Regions from separate parts of the Sus scrofa genome. Here all the other regions are linked to region 2. Evidence: chromatin contacts called from public Hi-C and HiChIP or PLAC-seq data. All regions are on one chromosome and are shown on one strand. The core of a region is the stretch at or near the end of the contact, and the rest is flanking DNA. Distances in the headings are between cores, read along the strand shown. Region 1 overlaps RBPMS (RNA-binding protein with multiple splicing). Region 2 has its middle 57 kb from the start of DCTN6. Region 3 overlaps RBPMS (RNA-binding protein with multiple splicing). Region 4 overlaps GTF2E2 (general transcription factor IIE subunit 2).

Region 1 (3,571 bases), core at 602-3,101, 270 kb after region 2:
CTGGGCCCCGGGTACCTCCCCAGCTCCCAGCCAGCCAGAGGGCGTCACCAGAGCCTAGCCGTGTATGCCGGCTCTGGACGGGCTGCAGAGGGAGGCATGCACTGGCCATAGGAGTTTTGTGTCTGCGTGTGTTTTCTGTGTGTTGAGATTCTGCTCTCGTGTTCTGTGTGATCTAGTGACGAAGGAGAAAGTTGGAAGTTTCTGGGAGGAAGATTATATGCTATCATGCATACGTCAAAGGAAAGATGAAGGGTTTCTTTTTTCTATTTTTAAGAGACCTTGTAGAAAAGGAGGTACGATGTAGTGTAATTGTAGGTTAAGGTGGAGGTGTCTCTTCTGACCAGCTTTCTTTCTTAAGAATAGCCTTTGTTTGGGAGTTTCTGTCATGGCTCAGCGGTTAGCGAACTTGACTAGCGTCCAAGAGGGCATGGGTTCGATCCCTGGCCTCATGCAGTGGGTCAAGGATCTGGCGTTGCCATGAGCTGTGGTGTACGTTGTAAATGTGGCTCAGATCCTGCATTGCTGTGGCTGTGACGTAGGCCGGCGGCTATAGCTCTGATTGGACTCCTGGCCTGAGAACCTCCGTATGCCTCGGATTTGGTCCTAAAAAGAGAAAAAGACCAAAAAAAAAAAAAAAAAAAAAAAAAAGAATAGCCTGCATTTGGAGTTTCCACTGTGGTGCAGTGGGTTGAGGACCTGGCATTGTCTCTATGGTGGCTCAGGTCACTTCTGAGACAAGGGTTTGATCCCTAGCCCGGGAACTTCCATATGCCACGGGTATGGCCAAAAAAAAAAAAGAGTAGCCTGACTTTTATAAATAGACTCCTTTGTTTCTTCACAAAGATTGCTGTCTACATATCAAAGATTGCTCTTCCCTTAGAAAAAAAATGCTTCTCTGAGCTTTGGTTTTAGTGCAAGTAGTAGTCTTCAATATTAAGAGTCAGGCTGATGATCAATAGCAAATACGATAGAAAGACTGTAGCTTTCATTTGTCTTATTGCATGTGTAACTCCCACAAGCCGGAAAGCCTGCTTTTAAAAACCCATCAGCCTGGAGATGTGGGGGTTTTGTCTGTTTTGTTTCGTGTTTACTTACAAGGCTGGATGATAGGAACAGCTTCCCAGAAGACCCTTCTGACTTAAAACTCTTTCATGTTGTATAGGACACTGGCGGCCCCAGAGAGGCTTCTTGCAGGCGGCCAGGGGTCAGGGGCATTACTAGATGGCCGTCCTTCCGTTCTCTTTCGGCTCAGTTGTCAGTGTTCCGGGCACGCGTGGACAGCCCGGGTGGCTGGGCCTCGTGAGTGACTGCCCTCTGTGTTGGGGGAGGGCATAGGAAGTAGTAAAGTAGTGAAGAAAAAAGGTGGTGGTGGTGAGAGTTCTTGGCCCAGAAAACAGAAGTACCAAGGTTCTTCTGAGACTCTCTACCTCATTTCTGGATTCTCAGCGCTTTTGGCCTTTCCTTCCCCTGCTGCTTTATTTCCTCCTTTGTCCGTGTCAGCACTTGGTCACCCCTGCCACAGTAGGTGGCCGGGGAGTAAGGGAGGAAAGTAAACCCGCACATACCTCCTGCTGACTTCTCAGGATGCCGGTCGTGGCCTCAGGGATAATTGTGTACATGCTTTGAAGCAACTCAAAAAGTGTTCCCTGCTTGTCATCCACCCCACCATCCATGGATACATGGTCCCACCCCTTCCTTTCTCTGGACTGCCTAAATACAGATCAATTGGCCATTGAGGCAAATATTGATGATACCATGAAATGGTGCCGAGTTTGCACGGTCTTCCAGCCCTCCATGACTTTGGTTAATTGGCAGCAAAGGCTTTCACCTTTGCCCTGGAAAAGCAAGATTTGAAGACGGGCAAAGGGGACTGGGATTGGTGGCTTTTGGCCATGACATCTGGGTCATTTGCCCTTGCTTCATTTATACCACAGATGCAATCACAAGGCATTCTGGTGCTATGGTGGGAGAAAGAACTAAAAATAAAAGGCCTTAAGAGATTAGAAAGCCCAGGGCAGGAGTTTCCATTGTGGCTCAGCAGGAACAAACCTGATTAGTATCCATGAGGATGTGGGTTCCATCCACGGCCCTGCTCAGTGGGGTAAGGATCTGACGTTGCTGTGGCTATAGTGTAGGCCAGCAGCTGCAGCTCCAATTTAGTTCCTAGCCCCAGGGACTTCCATATGCTGTGAGTGTGGCCCTTAAAAAATAAATAAATTAAAATACAGAAATCCCGTTGTGTTGTAAGAAAGGATGGGGAGAGATAGTGCTGAGATTAGATGGACTGACTCGACCACTATGACTTAATGGGATGTCTTGCCCCTGGTGTCACCTTCCCCGTGAGCTCTTCCTTGATCTTGAGACTTGCCCAACTTGGAATCCGCTTGGCATGGCCACGTCAGTCCTAGAGTTGGTGGGACTCTCATCTGGCACCGGTGGGATCCTTCTGCTCAACCTCCCCTTCCTGTTTGGAGTCACTCCCAGTGCAGGCTTGGGTTCCACATCCTAGAGACTGGTGAACACATATGGTTCTTTAAATGTCTTTGTCCAGTATGAGAATCAGAAAAATGAACTGGGAGAAACTTTACAAATCAGCTGGTTTGACCCATTTGACAGATGAGGAAACAGGCCGGAGAAGATGGAAAGAATTGTCCAAAGGCACAAGTGGCTCTGCCATGACCGGAGCCAGGTCACCTGCCTCCCGCCTCTTTCCACAGCTCAGTGCTGGCTCACCAGAGACTAATTCTTTGACGGAATTTTGGAAAGGCCTTGCTCCAGTGCTCCTTGGATCTTTCCTCTCTAAGTAGATGGCAAGCCTGTAAGAAGAGACTTGAAGGCAGAAACAAGGGAATCAGAACTTCCCCTGCACCCAAAGGGCCTAAGAGACTTTTTATTATCTGGAGGTAGAGTAGAGGGAAGGCCAGAGTGGATAATTCCGTTTTTGTTTTGGAAATCATTATGATTATGTCTTTGAAGATCAGCTCTTAAATAATTTTGCTTTTTCTTAGCAATGTTGTGCTCTGTTTTGAGACATGGATTTTTTTTTTCTTCTAGTGTTTCTCTCCTGAGGCAAAGCCCAACACACCTGTCTTTTGTCCACTTCTCCAGCAAATTAGATTTGTCTCTGGGAATGTGTTTGTAACATATCAACCTACTGCAGACCAGCAGAGGGAGCTCCCATGTTGAATTTGCTCATTAGCTATTCCCCACCTCCACCCCCTCCAACCTTTGGCAAAAACTACTTCTTGGTTAACATTTGAGAGATTTCAATAAAAGTTTTAATTAGAGCAAAACTGATCTCAAGCAGACTGCAGCGTTTTGTTTTCACGGTGATGCGATGCTGGAGCTAAGGTGTTATCTCTGACTGAGATTCTGGGCGAGCTGGGCGCGGGACACTAAGCCTCCGTGATGTGGGAGAAGGATGCAGGGCAGCGCAGGGAGACCCGGTCCCGTGTCTTTCCTGGGCTCCTGAACCCTCAACAGTTGCCTGTTCGAAGATTCTCGTTCTAGCATCCATTTGTGACACATCTGCCAGGAGGTCTCGCTCCAGCGGGGATGGATGTGTTTTTTC
Region 2 (3,583 bases), core at 411-2,910:
GGCCATCAAAATAAATTTCAACACATTGGCAGAAAATGCTGGCCTTTTCCTGCTGCAAACTGCCTGCTCTTTGTAACTTAATTCACTATAGGATCCATCCCCCCCCCAAAAAAAAAACCCCTCTTCATGTGCATGCAGGGAAGGCCACCCTTTGGCTTCCCATAGTGCTGAGTGCTTTTATCTTAGACACTCACACAACTGGGCTTCCTGATGGCGTTGCGTGGAAGAGGCCCTCTGGGGCAGAGTTAGACAGGGTGGGGATGGGGTGGTTACTAGTTCATCAAGTCTTTTTAAAATCATCTCAAAAGATAGTTCTTTTGTCATTTGCAGGAGCCGACAAATTTTGAGGCCATCTATGGTGGCTTACAAAAACATAAAAATGAAAAAAAACCAAAGATTTTTAAAACTCAGGTATATTATTGGCACAGAGAAAAGCACAGGCATATATAATTGCTAAAAGAGAGCCAGAAAATTTCTCTAAGTCTCCTTCCTGGAAGCCAGAGGGCAAAGGATCATTACAGGAGCTGCACAGCGTCTGTAGGTGCACTTGGGCTGCTTTGTAGGAATAGGACATGTCTCTTACAACTGAGAACTGAGAAAAATCTTCCCAGTGGGTCCAGCCAAAGAACTCAGGTGCATTGTCTCATCTGAGAAAACAACCAATCTCTCATGACAAAAGATTCATGATATCTAGTGTGGGGTTTTGTTTTGGTTGTGGTTTCTTTCTTTCTTTCTTTCAAATCAGAATCACAGGTTGGCTCAAATAACTTACTCCTTTGGTAGAAATGAGAAAAGCATATGTTGATGCAAATGTGCAAGAAAGAATCACAGGAATAGGGAAAGGGTGCAAGAGGCATTTTATAGCTTGTTGGGAGCAAAGGACAGAAACGTATCTGTAAAAAAAAATCCAAACCTAAAATTCCCACATCAGGAACTATGTGTAAAGTTTGCTGCATCCTCCCTACAGCCCCCACCTCCCTGACTGGCCTGGAGTACTTCCAGCTTGTTGTTATTTATTAAATGGTCATCAGCCCTCCTTTTTGTAACTGGTATTCAATAACTGCCTCATCCCCTCCCTGGAGTTAGCCTGAGTCAGGCTGCAGTGTTCCAAATTGCCAGCAGGTGTCAACAGCTAACATGATTCAGAGAAGCCAGAAAAATGCAAAGTTCTTTTTCTCCACTTGAAAACTTTCCACAGAACCTAATGTGGGCAAAGTCCAAATTCCTAGCCAGGACGTCCCAGACCCGTCGGATTTAATCCAATCATTTTTTACAGCCTTGGTTCTTAGGTTCTTAACAATTCAGGCGCCCATTCAATCAATCAGCAAAGACTTATGGAACATTTGTTTTATCAGGTGCTTTGCTGGGGGGCTGGAGATAAAAAAAAGATGACAGAGATTTCATCTCTGCTCTGGAGAAGCTCACTGCCTACTTAGGAAAGCAGTTTGGGGCTAAGCTGCTATGGTAAAGAGACGTTGATCTCCATGTGCGCAAACACACACACACACACACACACACACACACACCACACACACACACACACACCACACACACACACACACACACAGGCTTAAAGAAGGTTCAGTTTATTTCTCACACCAAAACCAGAGTGGTCCAGACTAGAGGGTCATGTGGGGATCTGGCTTCTTCCCATCTTGTTGTGCGTCATCATCCGTAGGATGTTGTCCTTAGTTGCATGGTTAAGGCAGGGTCATGACCGTATCCAAGCTTCAGCCTGGGAAAGGGGAAGGAAAAAGGAGGACAGGCAATTTCCTTTTAAGCAGGAAACACTGACGGTATACCTACCTTTTTATACACTTTGCAGGATAGGGACCCCATCATGTGGCCATATCTAGCTGCAAGGAAGACTGGGAAATGTAGTCCTTATTGTTGGCAGTGGCATGCCCAGCTAGCAATAAGTTGGTCAGAGAGCATCTCTGTTTTTCATACAATCTAACTTTACTTTTTTTTGGAGGGGTTTTTAAGGCCACACCTGCAGCATATGGTGGTTCCCAAGCTAGGGGTCTAATCAGAGCTACAGCTGCTGGCCTGCCACCACAGCTGTAGCAACACCAGATTTGAGGCGCGTCTGTGACCTACACCACAGCTCACAGCAACACTGGATCCTTAACCCACTGAGTGAGGCCAGGGATCAAACCTGCCACCTTGTGGTTCCTAGTCGGATTTGTTAACCACTGAGCCACAACGGGAACTCTGAGTTATATTCTTAAGGCATGAATATAAGTTGCTCAGGTGGGAAAGGAGGAAGAACATTCTAGAATGTGAAGAGCATCTGTAGAGGTCTGTAGTCATGGTGAGGCCAGCTATGTTGGTACATTTGTTATGGGGTACATGTATTGGCAGGGGGAGGAAGACAGGAGAGAAACTGGAAAAAAGGAGTAGAATCATATTGTGCTAAGTTTCCTACTCCAAACCAAGGCACTTGGATTTTACCCGACTGAGCAGATGCTTTGGGGGTAATTCCCAAGTCTAGGGGCCAAACCAGGTCCCCAAATTCCTGTCACTCTATGTGGGTGGGCTCCAGGCATCCCAGTGTATTGCGCTTGACACCACTGAGACAGTGAGCAGAAATAATGTGGCAAGGGGTGTGTGTGTGTGGTTTTGTTCTTGTTGGATATGACTTGTGTATGTTATGGAAACAAAAGGAAGGATGCAGAAGCCAGAGGTTGAGAACATCAGAGAGAAGGGATGATGGACAGTTTTATATTCCTCCGAAGGGCTCTTGGCCAATTCAATGTGGAAAGGAAGCACCTAGCTTTTGGTAGGAGAGGAAAAGGCGGGCTTTTGCTTGGTGCTGGGAGGAAGAGGCAGAAGTTGCTGTCTCAGCTGTTTCTATTTCTCTGCCCAGGAGGAGCAAGATCACCTGCCAAGAGTGAGGGGATCTGAGGAGAGTAGAATGGTTGGAAACTGTGCTTGTGAGGGTAAGACAGTGAGTGGACAGGCAAAGCCCAGCAGTGTTACTCAGTAGATCATCAATGTATTTGCCTCTCCACATATCCAATCAACAAATGTTCACTGAGGTCAAATAGGATGGTAGGCAGTGGTGGATGCAGAGAGGAGTAAAGCACAGCAGCCAAGAACAGGGTTTCCCTGCACAGTGGTGCAAGTTGTGCACTGCCCAAAGGTGGCAGTGGGGGAAGGATCTAGCTGAAATCCAGTTCATGCATCCCTAGGCAAGTCTCAAATGAGCTACCTGTGCCAAGAAGGAGTGTCTTTATCAGTGAGCCCAAAGGGGGCAGTGGGAACATTTGAGGCCCCAATTAAGGGCTAGTTGTTTAAGGTCATGGGAGAAAAGAATGCGTTGTGGAGTAAGTGCTATAATTAAGAGAAGGCTCTGAGGATGCACAGGGAAGAGTGACACAAACCACTGAGGAGTGAGCAGTTCTCGAGGGAATGGGACTGAAATCCGACTCAGGCCCCCTGGGACCACTTGGGAGGGCACAGGGGGGCAGGCAGAGCAGGGGGGAGGGGAGTCATGGACAGAGACTGGGAAGCTCTTTTTCACCAATTTACTCTGTAGGCTTTGAAAATTAGCTAGGGCTGGACTGTTCATATGCTAATT
Region 3 (3,739 bases), core at 341-2,840, 290 kb after region 2:
CTTCCACATCACACAGGGCAGCCAGCAGCTATCCTGCTAGTCCTGCAGCCTGCTTTCTAATTAGTCAGGTTTTCCTTCAGTCATGGTGCTGAATAACGATGCTCACAATATTCTAATTCATGGCACCACTCAGCAGCACTGTTTAAAATTGTTTTTGCCTTCCGCTCTCCTCTGTGGAATTGAAGGACCAATTAAAAGCTACCTATACAGTATTTTGGAAGCAGGTTAGTGATATATATATATATATATATATTTTTTTTTTAGAATCCAGTAAATCAACCCAGGCCTTAACCCCGCTAGGAAGCAACAAAAGTCAGTGTAAGGGCCTGTTGACCCAGGGAAGGATAACAGCAGCGTGGCCCTAGGGCGCAAGGTCCTGGGGCGTGGGGAACCAGTAGTGGGGAGAGTGTCTTCAGTCCCAGCCTTATTCACAGTGGGGCTCGCCAATTCCAGGGCCACTCACTGGTCCTAAGAGTGAAGGAGGCTTTTCTCTCCCCAGATCCCAAGTCAGAGGACACTGCTTCTGGAGACAGGCCTGGGCAGTGATGAGGATGTCTGGCCCCAAGGTGGGGCCTTCTGAGGGTGGGGGCTGGGATCCACACAAGAAACTCTGGGGGTGGGGTGGAGGTGGGGGTGGGGCGGCAGCGTTAGAATAGGGAGGATTTTCTGCCTACCTACTGAAGGCTGTTCCCTGGAGGCTTCATAGACTGAACCTTTTTACTAATAAGCTTTTTTATTACAAATGAATACTAGCATTTGTTTTCTTAAAAATCAAGCTGACAGGTATAAAATGAAAACCAAACCACTCTTACTAAAAACCTTAGTCATAGGATGCCCCACGTTTATTGGGATTTGGGTGGAAAGAAATATTCCTTACCTGACTTTTGGTAAAAATGAATAAATGTTAAGAGAAGCTCTTGGGGAAGAAATTATTAGTAAATAGGTCAAGTATGTGTCAATGGAATGGGGGGAAACAGGATTTTTTTTATTGCTGGCATAAACAGACTCTAATGCACCAACTTACGGCCTTGTGTCAGGCAAGAGCAGCCTGTCCTGTCTCCACATTGCTCCCCCACCCCCACTGCAGGCAGCCAGCACCTCGACCCCTGCCCAGTAGCTGCTGTCCCCAAGTACCAAGGGGCCACATTCTGTCTTCAAATGGGGACAGTTGTGACCTGTTTCAGACCAGACTTTATACACATTTTGTTCCCTTGTTTATCACGTCACATGCATGCCCTAGTTGACCCCCTTTTGGGAAAGGTTGTGAGGAGAGTCTGCCTCTCTCAACAGAGCCTAGCCCTCCCCCACCCCCCACAGTGCTCTCTTCCCGGATGTCTTCGCATTCTGTTTAAAATGTCCTTGTTAATACATTCCAGGGTTTGAACTCCGTTCCTAGCTAAACCCCTTTCCTTGTTTACAGGGACTGAAATAGCCACATTTTGACCTTCTGTTCGGTCTGGAACATCTGTGGCAGTGCACACGCATTCTTTTCCCATGTGAGAACTGCACTCACCCAGCACAGTTATGGAAAAGCTCAGGAAGCCATCGACTCACACCCCCTTCCCTGATCTTTTTCAGTCCCAAAGATCAGTCTTTGCACTCAGCCAAGACTGACCGGCCCTGTCCACCTTTCTCTGCTTGGAGGCCCAGAGTACCATGAAGTCAGGTGGGTGGCTTATGGGAGAGCTGGAGGCACCATCCCATGCCCGGGATCAGCTCTCTGGAGAGGCCGCCCTCAGGCCGGTGAGCAGGGCCCACATGGCCCCTGGGCACAGCCCCCCAAGCTCTCAGCCCAGCCCAGGTTTTATCCAGGCAGGCAATCCACATCGCTCTTGTTTCATTTGTCAAAGTGCCTGCATTTTTGCTACATGCAAGTGAGTAAGTTGGAGTAGAGGGAGGCAGAGATAGCCTTGAGGGAAAAATAATCAAGGTAATCCTTGAGAAAGCCCAGGTGTGGCCTGGACAGTGAGAGCTCCTTGTAAGAGCTGAGAGGAGAAAGCCCATAGGCTGAAGGGTCGAGAAAGGTCTGAGGAAGTGGGGTTTTCAACTGGGTTGTGAGGAATAGTAGGGTTTGCATGTTCTGAGTATCTCCTCACACAAGGGAGGAGGCAGGAATAGGGCCAGCATGTTCCTATGGATCATGACGAAGCTGAGGGTCTTGGGGAGGCACTGGAGATGTGAGCAAGGTCAAGGGAGATGCTTTAGGAGTCTCATCTTGCTGCCCAAAGCGTAATGCAGGGAGAGTCAAGAGGAAGCACAAAACAGGAGAAGCAAACCAAGGTCGTGACACCAGTGTCAGGAAGGTAGAGTGACCAGAGGGTGCAGATTCGTGTCAGGGACAGAGCCGTGGGAAGGGAAGCTGGAGAGTCTGGGTACAGAGGTGTTGCCTTTGAGGTGGTGGCAGAAACATCCAGGGCAAAGCTGATCAGAATGGGGAGAACAGCCTGGGATCTGTGGAACCACAAAGCAGCCAGAGCTGGTAACCTGCGCTTGCTCAGAGATAGCCTTTGATCCCTGCTCAGAGCAAGCAGGCCCAGCCGGCCTGGCCCTTCCTTACCCAGCCAGGGCCAGGGGGGACTGTACAGCCGTGTCCGTCCTTACCCAGATGGTCCAGCTGTGGAAGGTGGAGTGTTCCTCGCCTGCTCATGCAGTCCTTGAAGGTGGGGCAGCTTTGGTTTCAGGCCTTTGGTCACAGTGTGGAGTCACCACACCCAGTCTCAGCCACTTTCCAGGATGACCCTCCCAGGCCCTGCTCTGTAAGAGGCTGCTGGTGGCTGCCAGGTCTCTTAGGTTCCCAGAGCCCAGGAGCTGCCCGGTGCTGTCCCTGTTGAACTGTCCCAAAGTGGGAACTGCTGTTCCTCAGAAACTATTTCCCGGAATCAACGTACAGTTTGGGTTGCTGGTACGTGGCCAAATTTGAGATGACAGAGAACTTGTCACTCTAGGCCTGACAAGCCCAGGGTGTGGAGGAAGGAAACTGGCCTTGTCTCCTGTTCCCGAAGCTGGTTTCCCTCTTCTGTTGACAGAGACTGGGAGGGAGCTGGGGGAGCCACCTGTGGCAGCCAGAGGGCCACGGGCCAGACCTTTGTGGGGGCATGAGGCCAGAGCTTGTGAGTTCACTGGGGAACATCAGCTGCTACAGCCCCAAAGATAATGCCTGACCCCTTGGGAAGATGCCCCAAGTCTGGGCATGCTTAGTCCTGCCACCCGGCCAGGGCTGCTTCATGCCAGGCACACCTGGATTGGATCCTGGGAGCCTACAGCCCCACCCCTGCCAGGGAGAAGTCAGGGGGTAGCAGAAGAGATGGCACTTTCCAGAGGGAGTCCTCCTGCTGGTCCTGCTAAGGATCACAGGCCATGTGACCTGCACCAAAGATGGGGTGTGAGCGTTCCTGGCCCACTTAGATACATCATCTCCCATCCCCTCTGTGCTGGGCACCAGGGGAAGCAAAGGAGTCAAAGTGGGATCTTCAGAGTTCCTGTCATGGCTCAGCAGAAACGAATCTGACTAGTATCCATGAGGATGCAGGTTCGATCTCAGGCCTCACTCAGTGGGTTAAGGATCCGGCGTTGCCGTGAGCTGTGGGGTAGGTCGCAAGCGTGGCTCAGATCTGGCATTGCTGTGGCTGTGACATATGCTTGTGGCTACAGCTCCAATTCTACTCCAAGCCTGGGAACTTCCATATGCCACTGGTGCAGCCCTAAAAAGACAAAAAAAAAAACAAAAAAAACAAAAAAA
Region 4 (3,301 bases), core at 674-3,173, 320 kb after region 2:
CTGAGTGCCTTTCCCCCAAGAAGTGACAGAGGGTAACAGGGAAAAGCACATTTCTCATTAGCCCATTAGTTACAATAAGCTTCGAGACTGGTGATCTGCATTTGTTCTGTAAACTCAACTGCTCCTCTCCTCGGTCCTCAGAAGGAGAATGGGGAGACGGCCAGTCTTCATGTCCCAGCGTCAACGAGGAAGATCTTGACTTTCTAACTCTTTGCTCTCAGACAAAAGTGTTCACTACTTGCCAGGCGCAATGTCTGAGTAGTCCTTCAGCACCCCAGCCAAGTGCTCATTGTGAGTCTTAAACCGTCGCTTTTTCTGAGAAGCAGGCTTCTTCCTTCTCTGAATAGGGGCCTACAGGAGAAGGTAAAAAGAATGAGTAACAACAGCTCTTCAGAGCAGTAATATGGAGAGGATTTATGACAGATGCCCCAGAAGCCAGCAGCAGATTGTGACATTTTTCTGTTCTGTGGCCCGGCTTCACACACACCAATCCATAGCACACTCCCCAACTGTCAACTGCTGCTTTCTGCGACAGTGAAGAGCCTACCTCCACCTTGAAAAAATTGGACTGGGATGAAAGTGAGCAGAACTATTCTAGACACTAAGAACATAAGAAAAGAAGCAGTAAAGCTCTTTGTTTTTCATTTCTATTAGCAGGTTTAAAAATCTATCCACCATTACCAATAAGAAAAGAAGAAGATCTGAAACAAATACAGTAAAATATAGAGATAGGACAACACTGGGAAGTGGAAAGTGGATGGACACAGGAAGATTTGTTAAGTATTATTCTCTTTTAATTCTCTTTACTGTATACTTGAAATATTAATATCACACAATAAAAAAATCAACAAACTAAGCAATGAAAGAAAACCATGAAGTGCTGCATCGCACTGATTCACTGAGATCACGAGCAATAAATTTCCCTTTTAAGGAGTCTAAAAATTCACTGAATGAAACACACACAGAGTCACAAAGAAGGCAAGCTACAAGGCACGACAGTGGGCAAGGGAACAAGGGAGAGTTGCAGAGCTGCCAGTGTCCAGGGTGGTGGTGAAATACACCTCCACCTGGGCTGGAGAAGTCAGTTAGCTGGTACATTTGATTACAAATCTCTCCAGTGAGCAGGATTTGGAGCTATAAAGACAATAGTATCTGGTTCCTAAGGGACCTGCGAGTCAACAAAGACAATTCAGTGTGATCAGGGCTAAGGCAAAGCCAGGCACCAGTCCATGGGGCTCCGGGAGCAAGTGGGAGGGGGCAGGATGAAGGTCATAAAGAAGAGGGTGATGAGCAGGCCCCTGCTAGAAACTGGGAAGACAGCATGCCGGCACTGGAAGTCCATTGGCTGGAGCTTGAGAGCAATCCCTGCCAGGACGGGCTTAGGGCGGGGCTCTCACACACCTGGGGAACAGCACCTGAGGGCCATCCACCCATACACCAGACATGATCTGAATGCTTCTGAGCAAGGTCATGGCATTAAGGACACAGAAAACTCTGGAAGGGAGACCTACCTACCTGCTCTTCAGATAGCCGCACAGGAAGCAAGCTAACAGTTCAAAGAGGAGGCCATTTTCTGCTAGAGAGTACATACCACTTTCTTTGGTCCGGATTCCTGCATGGAAGAAATACCCTGTCGCTTCAGATACTCTTCAATTTTCTCCTCATCCATTGAATCCACGGTGACACTCCTCCACAGTTTCTGAAACTCTGTGCCAACAAGGTAGTCATTATTTTACAAGAGATGTTTACAAGCTCAGCATCTCAGTGACTGAAGTCAAGCTTCAGTATTATCTCCTCTGGTCTAAATCAGCCCATCTGAGATTTCATTATAAAAACAAAGGAAGTAAGACAAGAACAGTCAAATGCTGGACGCTGAGTAGCAGAAGGGCCTGGGAACTGGAACTGTATCCTTACAGATGAGACCAGCACTGTTCTATTTTTAGAGTCTATAAACGATGGGCCATGTGATTGAGGCCTCCCAGCTTTCCTGGGAAGAAAGGCAGTTGACAATTGTCCTTTTATTCTAGAAATCAGTTTTCTCCATTTAAACAGTTCAAATTCCTGCTCATCTCCTGTAAGCTCAGTATACCTGCCCCCGTCCTCTCCCATGGGTGAAAAGAAACACACAGGGAGATGAGGAACCAAAGTTTTTAACGAGAGTGAGGAATTATACCAGTTTATTTGCAAAAGAACTTTCTGAAATCAAACTGGGAATGGGTGACTAAGAGGTCGTAAAAGTGGGGGCTGGGGGGATACTTAGACAGTAACACTGTCTCACCACCCCTGGAAAACAAAGGAGAAAGGCCTTCTGTCCAGCCTGAATCTTGTTCTCAGTGACTCCTACCCCCTCTGGCACATCACGGTTTTTGCAACCAAAAGAGATCACAATGCTCAGAATCAACTCATTTGCATCTTAAATTCTGTCCTTAAAACAGCCTCAAAGAAGAACCAGGTTTTACTTCTTAGCATCTACTTTCTGACACACAAAAAACTGTCTTGTCATACTCTGGATGGCAAAAAAGAAAAGCTCCCTGAGTGCCCTGGGGTCACACGAAGGCCAAGAACACCCCTACCCCTCTGACACAGACCTAATCAAGGTACTGCCCCCTCCTTTCATTCCAAGGCCATTAACTTTCACATACGCAACCCACAGTCCATTCACAAGCTGTAAATAAAGTTGGCAACACAATACTGTGCTGGACCAGACTCTCTCCTTTCCTATTTCAAAACATAACACAGGAAGTAAATAATGCCCTAACAGCTGGGACTCTGATGATACTCAGGAAATCCGTTCTCTATCATACACTGAAAAGCCTTCTGCTGATAATGACCAATGCAGAAACAACAATCTACTACAAAGAATTCAACCTGGGCACGAAGTCATTTCAATCCAAAACATCTTTAGGACAGAGTTCCCATCGTGGCTCGGTAGTTAATGAATTCGACTAGGAACCATGAAGTTTCGGGTTCGATCCCTGGCCTTGCTCAGTGGGTTAGGCATCCGGCGTTGCCGTGAGCTGTGGTGTAGGTTGCAGACGTGGCTTGGATCCCACATTGCTGTGGCTCTGGCGAAGGCCGATGGCTACAGCTCTGATTCGACCCCTAGCCTGGGAACCTCCATATGCCGTGGGAGTGGCCATATACAGCAAACAACAACAACAAACCTCTAAATAAAAGAAAAATTTTTTAATTTCTATAAATACATTAGGAGCTCTTTCTTTCATCTGCATTAAGTTAACTGATGACATTTATTGGCCTGCACATCTTTCTCAACCTCTTGAACAGCTATAAGTACCTCAAG

The links. Hi-C and Micro-C count contacts between places; a contact is called where the count stands out from the background. HiChIP or PLAC-seq counts read pairs in DNA pulled down with a chosen protein or histone mark.
Region 1: a contact with region 2 is called in a Hi-C map of liver, with 2.6 times the contacts expected there. The contact joins two enhancer-like sites. A contact is called at or near these places in 6 of 47 Hi-C or Micro-C datasets (embryonic fibroblasts, heart right ventricle and liver) and 1 of 2 datasets of contacts at active chromatin or transcription factors (skeletal muscle).
Region 3: a contact with region 2 is called in an H3K27ac HiChIP or PLAC-seq map of skeletal muscle. The contact joins two enhancer-like sites. A contact is called at or near these places in 2 of 47 Hi-C or Micro-C datasets (embryonic fibroblasts and heart right ventricle) and 1 of 2 datasets of contacts at active chromatin or transcription factors (skeletal muscle).
Region 4: a contact with region 2 is called in an H3K27ac HiChIP or PLAC-seq map of skeletal muscle, with 7 times the contacts expected there. The contact joins two enhancer-like sites. A contact is called at or near these places in 3 of 47 Hi-C or Micro-C datasets (fetal liver and skeletal muscle) and 1 of 2 datasets of contacts at active chromatin or transcription factors (skeletal muscle).

Annotation. Positions count from the first base shown.
Region 1 is chr15:54,564,126-54,567,696 of Sscrofa11.1, reverse strand. The region is part of intron 6 of RBPMS (RNA-binding protein with multiple splicing); the gene reads left to right. Among named protein-coding and RNA genes, the nearest start is that of SMIM18, 100 kb to the right of the region's middle. Within about 2 kb of position 1,851, at least 5 of the 83 cell types and tissues checked have an H3K27ac peak or open chromatin away from gene starts, as enhancers often do. A contact at or near this core is called in liver, where this site is marked.
Region 2 is chr15:54,836,813-54,840,395 of Sscrofa11.1, reverse strand. No RefSeq gene overlaps it. Among named protein-coding and RNA genes, the nearest start is that of DCTN6, 57 kb to the left of the region's middle. Within about 2 kb of position 1,660, at least 30 of the 83 cell types and tissues checked have an H3K27ac peak or open chromatin away from gene starts, as enhancers often do. A contact at or near this core is called in liver and skeletal muscle, where this site is marked.
Region 3 is chr15:54,541,697-54,545,435 of Sscrofa11.1, reverse strand. All of the region lies in intron 8 of RBPMS (RNA-binding protein with multiple splicing), which reads left to right. Among named protein-coding and RNA genes, the nearest start is that of SMIM18, 78 kb to the right of the region's middle. Within about 2 kb of position 1,590, at least 28 of the 83 cell types and tissues checked have an H3K27ac peak or open chromatin away from gene starts, as enhancers often do. A contact at or near this core is called in skeletal muscle, where this site is marked.
Region 4 is chr15:54,522,108-54,525,408 of Sscrofa11.1, reverse strand. It overlaps GTF2E2 (general transcription factor IIE subunit 2), which reads right to left. Exons shown (of 9, transcript NM_001244861.1): 8 at 1,592-1,707; 9 at 1-351. The coding sequence ends at 235. Among named protein-coding and RNA genes, the nearest start is that of SMIM18, 58 kb to the right of the region's middle. Within about 2 kb of position 1,923, at least 26 of the 83 cell types and tissues checked have an H3K27ac peak or open chromatin away from gene starts, as enhancers often do. A contact at or near this core is called in skeletal muscle, where this site is marked.